Regions from separate parts of the Drosophila melanogaster genome. Here region 2 is linked to region 1. Evidence: chromatin contacts called from public Hi-C data. All regions are on one chromosome and are shown on one strand. The core of a region is the stretch at or near the end of the contact, and the rest is flanking DNA. Distances in the headings are between cores, read along the strand shown. Region 1 overlaps Svil (Supervillin). Region 2 overlaps Tet (Ten-Eleven Translocation (TET) family protein).

Region 1 (3,235 bases), core at 425-2,924:
CAATAACTTGCCATTTAATAAAGTTATTAAATTTAGCTTTCTTTCGTTATGACCTTTTGCCTACCAATATCCTCCTACACATATCCCCCCGACTGACATAAACACCAAGAAGTCGGGACGCAAGCCAAGTAAAGACGAGACCAAACAAACCATAAAAGTGTTTGCTTTTTGGTTTATCGACCTTTTCATCCATCACTGGCTGCGCCCTTTCCACTTCACCACTTTGCCACTCGCAGTTTGACAGCCACTGGGAAGTGTAAAAGTAGGGGGCTAGAATGTGAATAACATTTAGTGGCGCAGCCACAGAACGCATTATTTAGCAATGAAAGTGGATTAGTTGCAAGCACACCTGATGCCACCTGACCGCAGCAACCTACTTTTACTCACAGACGAGACGAGGTAGGCGGCTGCCAGGAAAACCATGTCAATACCAGCCACGCCCATTTAACCGGTTTAAAAGGCGTCAAGATGAAACCAACGACAGGATGCACGTGCAAATCAACATATAGATATCTTAAAGAATGTACTTAAATATATACTTTAAAACTAGATATTTAAGGATACCGCATACATACAGAGTAGATATTCCACTTGGAACTCCATTTTATAGTTAAATATTTCTTTCGAAAAACTCTAGTTTTTCTTTCCATGTTCAACCAGATCCCAGTGAATCCCACCAGGAGCCTGTTTTTTTTTCGAGTCGAGTGGGCGGAATGGCATCAAATGGAAAGTGGGCGAGCACAAGGTCGCAGGTGGGCCATTTTGATAGCGGTTTTCACGCCGTCAAGGCTGGGATGCAGTGCAGCATGGGAGATGGCCGCGGGGCAAGTAATCAAGCCATCGAATGGAACGCGTTGGCCGTCGGGCAACTAACTTGGTGCCATCATTCAGATTGAACGGGCCCATCCAATCCAAGCTGTCGTTGCAAATGCCCGCCTTGTTCGCACTTTGGCGCAATTAGCCAAGACAATTAAAGCAGCGCCAGAATGAGCAATGAGTTTTAGTTTAAGTTTGTAGTTTATACAATGTGCATGTGATGCATGGCGACGGCGATGGAGAAGAGTGCACTTAAACAGACACAAAGCGACAAGCCAGAGACACCAAATGCAGTTGCCATGACAGGCAGCTCGCAAAGTAAATTAGCCGGGCAGAAAACGAAAAAAAAAAACAGGGGAAAAACAAGAAAACCCGAGGCAGAGGAAGCAACTAGCTGGCATTGCTGAAGAAATAACTTGATCAACAATGTTATAGCATAATTGCGCAGTGCCATTTAATCACAATTAAATTATATTTAATTTGCGGCGCATGGCAAGAGCAGAAGCTTTCTGGAACAGCCAAACAGGATATCCAGGCAAATCAGTGGGGAAAATTTCAGCAAATTGCAGCTAAGTGTTGATTTGCGCTGCCTTGGTAGTTTTTATTACCAATAACTACGTTCATTAGAATAGAAACTTAATGAAATGAAGTTAGTATGTAAAATAGCTCAAAGTACGGCTTATTATTTCCAAGTATTCAAGTTAGATAGATTGCAATTTCAGAGAACCTGCTAATGAACTCACATCAACCGGAGCGTTGCCTCCCCCGGTGAATTCTCCTTGAGTACATTTCTATTTGCAGATAAGCAATCCCTGGACTGATAACTCTCGGCCACTGATGATGCTGATGATGACGTGGGTGCCATGTGGTTATCCGTTGACGGACTGACGAACATTGCTGACATCTAACCGCCGACAGTGAACACCCGACAAAAAGAACCACAACTTTTTCCCCTAGCCTTTTTCGAACAGCGACATCGTTAAGCGAGTAAACAGTTTTTGCTGTGGGCGCCGGAAATAAATTGTGGTACTTTTTCATTTGGATTTTTTATTTTTGCAAGTTTAGGGATTAAACTATTTATGTGGGCGGTTGTAAATGGATTTTGCATAAGCCAAAGTGTTGAATAAATAATAAATCATGCAGAATGCAGGAAATTAACATACAAAAGGCCGCTGGCCATTAAAGGCAAAGATTTGGGCGCTTTAATAATTATTTAGTTTAGTTGTTTGTTTCAAGGAGAGATTGCGTTGTTCAATTTCGCCATAAAAGAATCTTTCCTACATCCAGCACTTGACATGCAAAGTCCGATAAAGTGATGTCATTATTGGTTCGGTTTATTTATCCATGAAATTGGTGTGCCTACCTTAGCGGAAAACACTAAAACTCTTATCTAACAAGGCGCTTTGTTTTTGGCTCACAATATTTATTTTTTGCAACGTTCCCGAGTATTAGGGTCAAGTTTGCCTTACACGTTTATTTTTTATATTTTGTTTATACTACCATCACCATTTTTGCTATATTTTCATTCTTATTTTTCGCTTTTCTGGCCGTTTTTTCCCCCTCTGCGAGCCGTCTTTTGTTGCTTTCAATTGAAATTTCAGCGTCAATGCACGTTGCAAATTACGTGGCCCTTGAAGGTGACGAAAAGTGAGAAAAGTGCACTTTGTGATGACTAGGCGATGCATTGCACTTAGGCACAGGAGTCCCCTTGCCATCGTATTATTATGTTAAAATATCAAGTTAATATTAAAGTGACTTTAAATCATTCATATTCATTTTAGTGAAATCAAAATGCTCAACAAACTGCTTGAAACTTCTGATCTCCGTGTTTTATTTATAAGTTACTGCCTAAAACAATGTTGCTAATCAGCTAAAAACAAAAAAATGAAATGAATGAATTGCAAATTGAGCGCAAATCACGAGCAGATAGCAAAGCGTTCGGAAAATGATTCATGAATGCAAGCAAATCTGCTGCAATTGGCGGCTGGGCCTGGGAAAATGTTCACGGAAATGCGAAAATCAAATTTGATTGTTTGCAAATTGAATTAGGCTGCTGCTAAATAAACCGATAATTGACTTGTGACTAAGCCAACCGCTGATGATGCCATCGTGAAGGGTCGCCTTCCCCTGGGCCAAGTTAATAGCGTTTCTGTGAGTGAACCAGTTCCATTTCCACCAACATTTTCCCACGACCGTGCATAAATTTAAGGCGCCTATCGAGCCATTCAAAATACTCGATTGGAAACGGTGCGAAATGAACACTTTTCCATAAACGGACACACACATAATTGATTGATCAATAAACTTAAATTTATATGCAAATTGTTCCAATTACGAAGCGTTAAAAACACAAATCCCAAATCAAAGCAGTTATGCAATGAAGACGCTCGTAAATGGTAAAACAAAATAAAAGTAAAAA
Region 2 (3,235 bases), core at 474-2,973, 380 kb before region 1:
TGGTACCATATCATACCTACATATGTACATCATATTACTAAATAGAGAACGCTTATCAGTGCCGAAATTGCCTTCAACAGAATGTTTTATGGGACCCCTTCCCTTATCATCATTCGGATTGTTTTTGTTTTGCTCGATTTCGGGGAAAATCTAGGGCAATTCATGTTTTACTCAATTAGCTGTTCAATGTCGATTTGGGAAGACATTTCATTAATTCCGCCCGGCGCAGCGGAAGTTGCCAATTACAATGAGTCACAAAGTGAATCGTACCAGTTCCCCCTCATGTAGATATAGAACACAGGTTCTATTCGAAGACCTCGGATCGTGAGGCATTCTGGTTTAATTAGATTTACTTTTATGTATGTGTGGGTCTGGCAGGGCTAAAGCGCTCCCTCGGGACGTGGAAAATGCAAAGAGATTGGAATACGACTTCGAGGGCCATAAATAACGATAATGCCTATAATTGCCAACAATTCATTATTATGGTAAGATAATTTGATATAAATGGGGTCTACGTGACCCCGACACAGCCTCAAGTGTCCCGTCCTCCCTCGGTTCGATCGTAAAACATCGTCTTAACCTCTTTGGAACCTGGGAATGCACATGGCCAGAAAGAAGGAGGTGTTCGCGACCGTGGCCCAAACACTTGGCCACTTTTATGGCCACATTCGCCGCGCCGATGAGCGAATCAATTATTCCCGCATCGTTTAACTGCACTTTTAGCCAAGGATTCCTGGGATAGAATTCATTTGCTAGTTTTATTGATTTTTTTCTGCTATGCTGTAATTAATAGGTGACATAACATGTTATTTGTGGGAAAGTTAAAGAATAATCTTTTTATGCTGTCATAAAAAAACGTAATATTATTTATAACCAAGTTCCGTTTGAGAAGCTGACAAAATTCCGTAATTATTAATAGCTTGCACAATCTGCGGGCTTTGGATAAATTGCCTAATTAGTTGGAAAGTCTACAGGCAAAGGAGGAGAATCATTCGATTCTATTACAATATTTCCTTCTTCTTAAAAGGGAAGTCGTTAATATAAATATGAATTGGTTTTAAATATGTTTTACGACTCCATTGATTGCATCTGCTACGGACTGAAAAAGATATCCATCCATTCGCTTGAAAGGTGGAAATACAGAACGTCGATGATTTATGATCCCTCGTTAAAGTCAGCCGAAAACGGAAATAGAACTCGTTTAATAAAAAACACTTTGCATTTTGGCAGACACTCGAGGGCAGATGAAGAGGGCCGTCTGGCCTGGGACGAAGTAAAAACTTAAAATTAAAACAAAAACCCAAACGTTTAATTGCGGGGAAACAAAGGAAAGAAGCCAACAGAAAATCAAAAGAAATTCCACAAAATAGGGTTTCAAAAGGGGACAATAAAAAAAGTAAACTAAGGAACAGGCAAATGTCGAATTAAAATTAATGTCGAGTTAATCGAGTTTTGTTGTTGCTGCTCAGTTTCTTTTCTCTTTGTTTTCCAGTCTTTTCTTATTTTGTTTTTTTTTTTTTGTTTTTTTGTGCTCTTCTGGCCAGCGAACAAAGCGCAAAAGGAGGAGAAAAAAAGAATCTGATTCTCAATCTGAAAGCAGTTTGTCTTCTTCCCATTTTTTAATGTGCACTCGCCCTCTCTTTCTGGAGCCTGTTTATGCTGCCTCCCTCTCTCTCGCACTCTTCTTCACTCCCTCCCATGCCGTCTCTTTCCCTTCGCAACGACCCCCCTCTCTCTCTCTCTCTCACACACCAATCCGATCCTATAACAGTGTTTACCTTGGCAGCGCGCAGCCGCAACCTCCGACTTCGCAGCCTCCGCGGGCAGCAGGCATTGTACTATTTCAAGGATAACCACTAGCCCGAGGTTCTCCTTTGTCCCATCCGATTCTGGCCTTCGGATCTGCTGAGTATTTTCCTATAAATTGCAATCGATTGATATAATTACGGGGGATACACAACCCCAAAGCGAAATCCTCATAGGGTGATGTACAAACTATTATGGAAATATATAGTTAAAATAATAAAAGTTCGAATACAACAATGAAAGTGAAAGGAATCCAAATCAAAGTAAAATCCCTAGTGGAATACATCTCAATCCTAGATAAATGGACCATATTATATACATAATTTAAGTTCGACCCATATTGTATTGAATTGTTGCACTTAGGCATACATATATAATAAGCACTTTTTCTTGATTTCACTTGGCCAGCAAACGACTTTTACTAATTAACACTTTTTTCGCTTTCCCTTGCAGGTAAGTTCTGGACATTAACCCAAATCGACGGTTGGTAAGGAGCCGAGAATCCGAGTCCGAATTCGAATTCGAATCTAAATCGGAATTGGGATTGGAATCGGAATCGGGCTAACAAGACAAGTCACTTAATGTCTGTCGCCAATTTATTCGCATTTTTTGCACCGCTCTTTGTTTTTGGGGCCAATTAGCGAAACGAGTTTCTGGTGTAAACGTTGAGGAAAGGAAAACATTTCCGCAAAATAAATAAAGTAAAGCAAAGTGCAGAGAGTGGTGAGGTGAGGCGGAGCATGAGAGAAAAGGCCAAAACCAGCTGGCCGAAACCAAATCGGAGGTATGAGTGATTCATGCGAGTGCGAGTATCTCTTAGTACGCTCCAACTCACATCGGGTTCCCCATTCCCAACCTCCAGTCTCCAGATCCACTTTAGTCTGTAGTAATACGACGAGATAATGAGTGGGGCCGTAAGGAAATTAAATACAGTGATTAAGTAACTTAATGACGTGGGATAAGCCACGGAATGAGCAGGCTTAGGGGTTGGAACCGGCCAGAACCGGCATTCCGGGTGTAATCCCAAAAAGTTACTAGATAAGTCTAGGATTTGGAGCACCACTTGAATCGTTCGGATCTGAAGTTGATCCGCCTCTTAGCCTCTTAGCTTCAAACTCAAGAGGCTCGTACATAAGTCTTGGCCAAAAGTTCACTTATTCGGCGGTCAGTGAACCTCCTACTTCGTCTTCTACAACTTCTTCCTCATTTGCATTTTGTGGCAGCGAAGAACCATTTTAATTGTGTTTAATTAGACTCTCGGCTAACCGAAATAATTATGCATAATTAAAAGGAATTTTGCATTTTTAAGGCGAATTTAAGGCATTAACCTCGACGAATAAATTATGCATGTCACGTGGCATTTAATTTTGAAAAATATCATTTGGATTTATTATATCTCCTCATCTTGTCATCTTTGTCTCATAAAGCA

Evidence for each region. Hi-C and Micro-C count contacts between places; a contact is called where the count stands out from the background.
Region 2: a contact with region 1 is called in a Hi-C map of the Kc167 cell line, with 1.5 times the contacts expected there. A contact is called at or near these places in 2 of 107 Hi-C or Micro-C datasets (the Kc167 cell line and gut) and 1 of 7 datasets of targeted methods (the Kc167 cell line).

Annotation. Positions count from the first base shown.
Region 1 is chr3L:2,422,925-2,426,159 of dm6, reverse strand. The region is part of intron 2 of Svil (Supervillin); the gene reads right to left. Among named protein-coding and RNA genes, the nearest start is that of CG32299, 34 kb to the right of the region's middle.
Region 2 is chr3L:2,806,854-2,810,088 of dm6, reverse strand. The region is part of intron 5 of Tet (Ten-Eleven Translocation (TET) family protein); the gene reads left to right. Among named protein-coding and RNA genes, the nearest start is that of Pgant6, 26 kb to the right of the region's middle.